2 separate regions of the Mus musculus genome follow, and region 2 is linked to region 1. A link is a contact called in public Hi-C data. All regions are on one chromosome and are shown on one strand. The core of a region is the stretch at or near the end of the contact, and the rest is flanking DNA. Distances in the headings are between cores, read along the strand shown.

Region 1 (3,783 bases), core at 444-2,943:
TAATCCCACAGGCTGATGTCTGCTCATGATGCCGAACCACAGCTGTTCAAGAATTTCTTGGACAACACACAAAAATTAACTCAAAATAGATCACTGACCTAATGTAATAGCTAGGGCTGTACAACTTTTAGAAGAATATCTTAAGCATATGCTCGTCTTGGACACTGTCCAACATCTTTGAACATTCAGTGAACATTTATTGGGCAGTTAGTCAATGTCAATTACTGAGCTTGGTGCTGGGGAAACAGAGACAAATGTGATTGTGGCGAGTGCCAACCATCTTAAAGCCTTCCTGGTGCTCTTTACAGCTTTCCTGTTGATAAAATTACTGCAAGTCTTGTTGAATCCCTCTATACTTCTTTCCAGTACTACTTTGGTTATAATCCAAGTTTTTGGAATTTTGGGCTCATCCATCAATCAGGTGAGGATACATTTAGTCCATCCCAACCTGTCTCTAACAAGACTGATGGAAAGTTGTTTTAGTTTCTGTCGCTGTGACAAATACCACGACTAAAAGTGAGTTAGAAGGGCGAGAGGTTTGTTTCAGCTTGCAGGTCACAGCCCATCACTGACAGAAGACAGGACAGGAACTCAAGCAGGGACTTGAAGGCAGGCCTGCTTGCCCTTGCACACAACATTCTCTCAGACTAGGGAGCTCGCTCACAGCCAAGGAAGCAGAACAGAAACCGTGGGGGAAAACTTCTTGCTGGCTCCAGAATAAGCAGCCTCATACTTAGCTAGTTTTCTTAGAACAGCCTAGGGAATGGTTCTGCCCACAGTGGGCCGGGCCCATCAATTAACAATCAAGACAATCACCTGCAGACACGCTGACAAGCCCATCTATTCTAGACAATTCCTTAATGGAGGATCTCCTTTCTGATGACTCTAGGCAATGTCAAGTTGACAGTTAAAGAGGGTATCGAGCCCGGGGAAAGTGGAGGCCTCACGAACAAAGATCACTGTTTCATCCATACCAACATGTAGCTGCCAAAACATCAGAAGACTCAGAACTAGCTGTTCTGAGCGACAGGATTATATCCCATCAAGGCTAGGGGACTGGTAAGCAGGGAGAAAGGGAAGTGGCATAGCATGTTCCTGTCATGAGCATCTTCCCAACCACTGGTGACAAAGAACAAAATCAGTTTATATGAAACCCTTCTCCTTTATTTTCTCATCGGGAGGCAAGAACAAAGGAAGAAACGAATTATAAATAGCAGGTACAGATGAATTCAGTAATGGAATAACTAGTGACCCAGAGACACTCAGGATACTGAGGTTGGGGAAACAGGAAGTAGGGGTGGTGAGAGGACAGACCATCTGTGGCTGCTCAGGGGCACGGCTAGGAGAGGAGGGTGTGGCCACATAGCTGAAGGAAGGGCCCCTGGGTTGTGGATGTAGTCCAGTACTGAACAGTAATGTCCCTCTATAGCCAGATGGCCCAAGCTGAGAGATGTCTGCCATGGGTCCCAGCACCCTGTTTGTGGTTCTGCTCTGAGACTAGGAGGAATGCCAAGCAGCTGCAGGCAGAGGGGCTGAGGGAATGCAGGTGCTGCAGTTCCCAGGCATTGCAGCCAGGTGAGGAACATTGTCTGCAGCACACAGGAAATGTTTCTGCCCTGACTTCAACACAGGAAGTGCTCGCTCAGCAATACGCTCAGGTCTTCCGTTCTCCCCTGGCTCCCTCCAACCCTCGAGTGAGTTAAAAAGAGCTCTCGGAGAAACCCCTACAAGGCTTGCCCTGGAGTCTGAGAGGGAGTCAAACATAAGAGATTTCTCTATGTGCTCACGTGGGGGTTCCTGTGATGTCATCCAAAAGCCAAGGCAGAATGCACTGCCTTGACGCACCCGCTGGGTAAGATGCCACAATGACTCAAGGGTGTGGGTCTCTTCAAGGAGTAGATGGCAGTCGCTGTGACGCTAAAAGGTTTTCAGACCCTCGTGACCTTGCTCATGGAATTCAGGCTCCAAAATCCCCAGTTCCAGAACCATCCTTCCCAACTTGCCCAGGGGCGAAGACCAGCTTTCTAAGATCAGTGTAGCCTCAGTCCTCCGGGGAGGGTCTAATGGTTGACTCTAGAGATCCTTGTGTGTGTGTGAGTCCACTCAGGCCTGTTCATAACTATTCTATATCCCAGATATGGCTCTAGACTTGCACCGTCCAATGTGTCACATGTCTCACCATGCACTTGTACCTAGTGAGCATATAAAATGTGGCTAAAATATTCGCCATATATCAAAGACCAAGGACAAAATGGAAACATCTGTCATAGTTTTTATACTATAGGCTGAAATGTTTTGCATCTCGTGAAGCAAACAGCAGAATGCTGTTGTGTGATGAACTGTGCTCTACCTAAGAACATGCCTGTATTTGCACATGAGGCTTTTAAAGGGTCATGAGAAGCGAGGCCATTAGGGTGGTCCCTAAAACAACGTGACTGCTGTCCTATTATGAAGCAGAATTTGGACATGTGCAGGGATGGCAGGTGTGTCTAAATAGAGGAAAAGCAATGCTCAAGACAGTGGTCACAGCAAGTCAAGAAGAGAGACGTCAGAAGAAACCAAGCCTGTGTGTGTGTGTGTGTGTGTGTGTGTGTGTGTGTGTGCTAGAACTTCTGATCCCCAAACTGTGAGCAAGCAAATGTTATTTAAGTCACCTATGGAGTGACCTTTGTCAGGCCAAAGGTGACTATTTAACTTTTACGTAGACTACCGGTAAAGCTATAATTACGTATGTATACACACACATGTACACAGGACATACACAACTATATTATACAATGCCACTCTCAGATTCCATAGTGGAACAAACTGCTTACTCCATCCTTAGCACCTCCCTTCACTTAAATCAAGGGTCTCAGCTGCCAGTACCACGCCAAGCAACAAGCCTTCCCCTCAGGTAATGACTTGGTTTCTCTTTAAGGTGACAAAGCTTTGAACCCTTTCCTAAAACACCTGGAGTCACCCCCCTTGTTTCCCAGGCAGGGTAAAGTAGAGGAGGCAGATGCCACAGAGAGCAGGCAACCAGGCAACCACACAATGCCACCTGGGTCTTTGTTACTGAACAAAGTCCAGACTGACAAAGGCTGAGGAGAGGCAGGGAGCGCACCTGCCTGAAGCTGCCACTGAGGGGATTCCCAGACACTCGCTGTTCCCATGCTTGCCCTGCTGGCTTACACACCACCACACTTCACCCCCACCGGCTCCGAGAGGCAGACAGCTGCTCACTGTGCTTTCCCAATAACACATTTATAACCAGTGAGTGGTATTATCCGGGAAGCATTTCCATCAGCTCTGAACCCCAAAATGGCCGTGTTAATATTGTCTTCTCACCAAATTATTTTCAGGGAGAGCACTATGACCATCAGGGAGGACCACACTGCATGCATGGCCATCCGGCAAAGGGAGGACCACAATGTGTGCATGACCATCAGGCCACACTATCTGTCCAAGGCCACAGAGCTGGTTAGGAGCCAGATGGAATTCAAACCCAAGACCTCATTGCTCGCCAGCTGGAAGATGTTGAGTGTGTTTAGCTGTCAATCTCAGATTTCTGAATCTAATTTGGACACATGCAGTGTTATGTATGTAACTGGGCTCATTAAAAAGTCAAAAGAAGTGTATAGAACATTTAGCATAGGGCTAAGACTTATTATTTTACTCTTAGTAGTGATTGTGTGTATGTGTGTGTGTGTGTATATGTGTGTGCGTGCACACCACAGTCTTTGTGTGCAAGTCAGGGGCAGCCAGCAGGACTCCGTTCTCTTTTTACCATGTGGGTTCCGC
Region 2 (3,637 bases), core at 532-3,031, 110 kb before region 1:
CACCATGTGGTTGCTGGGAATTGAACTCAGGACCTCTGGAAGAGCATTCAGTGCTCTTAACTGCTGAGCCATCTCTCCAGCCCAACTTGTAACTTCTTGAAGCTGGTTTTTATTTAATCTGGAGGCTGTGAGGTAAGTCTCATGGCCTCTACTGCCCAGATAAAGAAAAGGAGGCCTCAAGAAAAGGGTCAGTCAGCTTGCCACAGTGGTGATCAATTGCCTGAAATCAAGATTCCAGTCTAGCCTAGCTTGGCTCCATACCTTGTGCATGTTCTGGCCAGGTCTGCCTTCTAAGGCCGTCTTGGCAGTGAATATGCTGCCTATGGCACCACTGTGCAGCCTCCTTCCACTTTGGCACTGTGGAGGCTGCAGAGTTGCCTGAGGCTCAGAGTGTCACCTGCCAGACACCACTTCAAGTACGTTTGAGTCCATGGAACAGACCCTGGTCTAGGTGAAGGACCAGGTCGGTGTCCCAACTGCCTGGCTCATCTTTAGGCCCAGAGGAAACTGTGGTGTGACCGTGTGTGGAGAGACCAAGGTCTCTACAGTTGGCAGGAGACCCATAGCTATGAACTGATGTATCCGTCCATTTCTGGGTTCCAACCGTCAGCTCCTTCATCAGAAAAGCTCTACAGGCCTTTTGGGAAAACCAGTGAGAGCTTTCCTTGGCATGAGGTCTAGCCTCTTCCCCTGCCATGGCTTCATGAATAGGGCTGAAAGCACCACCCACTCCAGAGGTCTCTGCTCCCCCATTCTGAAGGCCTGCTTATCTGAGGAGAGGGTTTCGGTTCTGTCTCTTTGAGTTCCTCCTCCCTGTGTGGCTCCATCCACTGCCTTCTGTTTCCTTTGGAGGCAGAAGGCAGTTCCTTCATCTGAAACCTTCTAGATGAGGGCCTCCAGGGAAGGAGGCCTCAACCCAGCAGATAATTAAAACAAAACAACAACAAACTAATATTTTTATTCTAAGCTCCACACCCTTATATAATATGTATTGCTCATATCCGTCCACCTCATCCAGGGCCCTCGACTGCCCCTCACCACATCCCTCCCACCCCCCAGAGCCATGCCTTTAGTTGTACTGTTTTGCTATTACTTAGTGCTGCTCACATGTGTGTAGGCTGTGGCCATCAATAAGAAACCTACTAGCAGCCACAAAGGAGAGTGACTGTCCCTCTCTCAGCAGCCATCAGCTGCCAACAGGTCCTCTGATAAGGGCAGGGCCTGGGGGGTGGGGGTGGGGCTCCTCCCCAACGTGTGCTCAGCAGAAGACATTCACCTCCTCTCCATACTGACCCCATGAAAGCACTCAGTGTTTAAACCTCATGTACAGGCAGCACAGGACGAGGAGAGGCCATGCAAACTTTCAGATTGCCCCAGCTCCCATGTCTGGAGACCAGAGCTCCTCACAGGGCTCCTGTCTTAGCAGAAGCAGACGTTGTCTCTCCTGCCCGTGGCGGCCCTTGCTCCTTTCCTATCACTTCCAAAGCTGATGGTCAGGTAGGGCAGGGCTGGGCAGGCACTGACATGGTACAGCACTGAGGTGCGGGCTGGGTGCGGGCTGGGTGCGGGCTGGGTGGACACAAAGTCTTCCTTTACCGACATGCAGAGCAGGGGCAGCAGAAGGGACCAGCTCGGCTGCTACTGGCTGTGAGACTTAGCTGTGTCGCCAGCTCTGAGGTCTAATTTCTTCCCTGGTAAATGGGACAAAGATGCTGCGGCAGACACCCAGCCCACCATGCTCCGCCCACTAGCCTAGGGGTGCTTGATCTCATTCGCAGCCTGCTAACCCAGGACCATGTGACCAGGCTTATTATGTCAATCATCCCAGGGAGACTCTGAAACTTCCTTCTACTAGAACTTCGTGAAATCAAAGCACTTCTTCATGGTGACCTGGCTATGATCTCGGTACCCTAAGGGGACAGACTTGTCTGAACATGGAGCCAAAACAGGACACATCGCAAGAAAGCTCAGAGGTCCAACAGGAAACATGGGGTGGGGGTGGGGGGCAAGCGAACCTCAGACTTTCACTTTGAAGAACAACAATTTCTCTGTTCACTCAGTAGGAGGGGAGATTGGCTCTTCTATTGTTCGGAACAAAAAGAGCTAAAGCAGGTGCAAGTACCTCACTGTTCTGGGGCCTCTGCAAGTACGCGACAGAGCTAGGTAGGAATGGTGCCTGGAGCAGCTGGGCTGCTGCAGCACTGACACCCGCTTCCTCTGTGTCAGAAGGAAAGGTCAAGATGCTCCGAGCAAAAGCATTTTGGGGTACTCACTAGAATACTTCTGAGCAGATGTGAAGGCATGAATGTAACAGGAACCTCTGCAGCCCTCCAGAAGGCTCTGTGGGCAAATCTAAGTCCGAGGAGGGCTTGGTGGTGGCCTGTGCCCTCAGGCCATCAGTTGCTGAATGTGACCAGGGACTGAGATGCTGTTTCTAAAGACAAATGATAGCTAAGGTTGTGCTTTAAACCATGGTGCTTAATTTGTAAGTCGTGACTATCAGCTCTTACAGTACAGTGGCTCTACAGATGTGGCGCCTGGGAAGGTGTGCTGTGTCAGGGAGAGGCCACTTGAACGGAAGGGAGTTTGTCAGGAAATCGCCCCCTTAATATTTGTAAACTACTGGAGCACGTCTTTATTTTTATTTGAAGCAAATAAAACTATGTGAAAAAGATTTTTTTTCCTCTTTAAAAATTTTTAGCATGAGCCAGACCTGGTGGTGCCTGCCTGTCTTAGAATTTCTATGGCTGTGATAAACACCAGGATAGGGAGGAAAGAATTAATTTCAGCTCACATTTCCACATCATAGTCTATAACCTAAGGAAGTCAGAGCAGGAACTGAAGCCAGGCAGGAACCCGGAGGCAGGAACTGAAGCCACAGAGGAGGGCTGCTTACTGGCCGGCTTCCCCTGGAGTATCAGCCATATCGCTCTCTCTCTCAACTTTTTTTCCTCTCTCATACATTACAGCCTGCCTGTAGTTCCCCTCCCTCTCCCCCAGCTCAAATCCTCCCATCAAAAGAAAAAATAAATGTGTGTGTGTGTGTGTGTGTGTGTGTGTGTGTGTGTGAGTGACAGAGAGAGAGGGAGAGAGAGAAGTAATCAGCCTGTTTTTCTATCCTACCCAGGACCACTGCCCAGGACTGGCACTGCTCACAGTGAGACAGGCTCTTCCACATCAGTCCTCAATAATCAATACGAAAAGGCTATGTAGACTCGGGTTCCTCAAAGGAGGATGGAACTTTGACCCAACTGTGGCGCTGTGATCACACTAGACCGTTCCCTTTATGAGTGGCTGTTCCTTCTGTGAGATGTGACCTTTTAGACTTCTCTCAGCTTGGATAGAACATGTGTTCTGTTATGACAAAGGTTAGATTTAAAGCTTGGATTCATTTAATAGTTAATGTTCATTTTCTGATGATATCCCCCCTGGCCTCCATTTGAAGACCTCTATAGACGATGTCTTAGTGTTGTTTTCTTTTCTTTTAGTTTTTGGTTTTTTTTCCCATTCCTTGTTCAGAGCTAATAGTTGGACCAGGATTTTATAATAAATATTTCCTAGGACATTTTGAAGGCATTTTTGTAAGAATATGATAGGATCCAACATTCAGACAAAATGAAGGTTGTTACCCACACAC

The links. Hi-C and Micro-C count contacts between places; a contact is called where the count stands out from the background.
Region 2: a Hi-C map of regulatory T cells shows a contact between it and region 1, with 1.5 times the contacts expected there. The contact joins two enhancer-like sites. A contact is called at or near these places in 1 of 15 datasets of contacts at CTCF or cohesin (pro-B cells), 7 of 484 Hi-C or Micro-C datasets (double positive thymocytes, embryonic stem cells, liver and 4 more), 5 of 115 datasets of contacts at active chromatin or transcription factors (astrocytes, embryonic stem cells, fibro-adipogenic progenitors and 2 more) and 1 of 9 other capture datasets (liver).

The regions. Positions count from the first base shown.
Region 1 is chr9:118,713,976-118,717,758 of GRCm38.p6, reverse strand. All of the region lies in intron 15 of Itga9 (integrin alpha 9), which reads right to left. Among named protein-coding and RNA genes, the nearest start is that of Itga9, 110 kb to the right of the region's middle. Within about 2 kb of position 1,693, at least 59 of the 459 cell types and tissues checked have an H3K27ac peak or open chromatin away from gene starts, as enhancers often do. A contact at or near this core is called in double positive thymocytes and regulatory T cells, where this site is marked.
Region 2 is chr9:118,819,940-118,823,576 of GRCm38.p6, reverse strand. The region is part of intron 18 of Itga9 (integrin alpha 9); the gene reads right to left. Among named protein-coding and RNA genes, the nearest start is that of Gm39454, 29 kb to the left of the region's middle. Within about 2 kb of position 1,781, at least 69 of the 459 cell types and tissues checked have an H3K27ac peak or open chromatin away from gene starts, as enhancers often do. A contact at or near this core is called in double positive thymocytes and regulatory T cells, where this site is marked.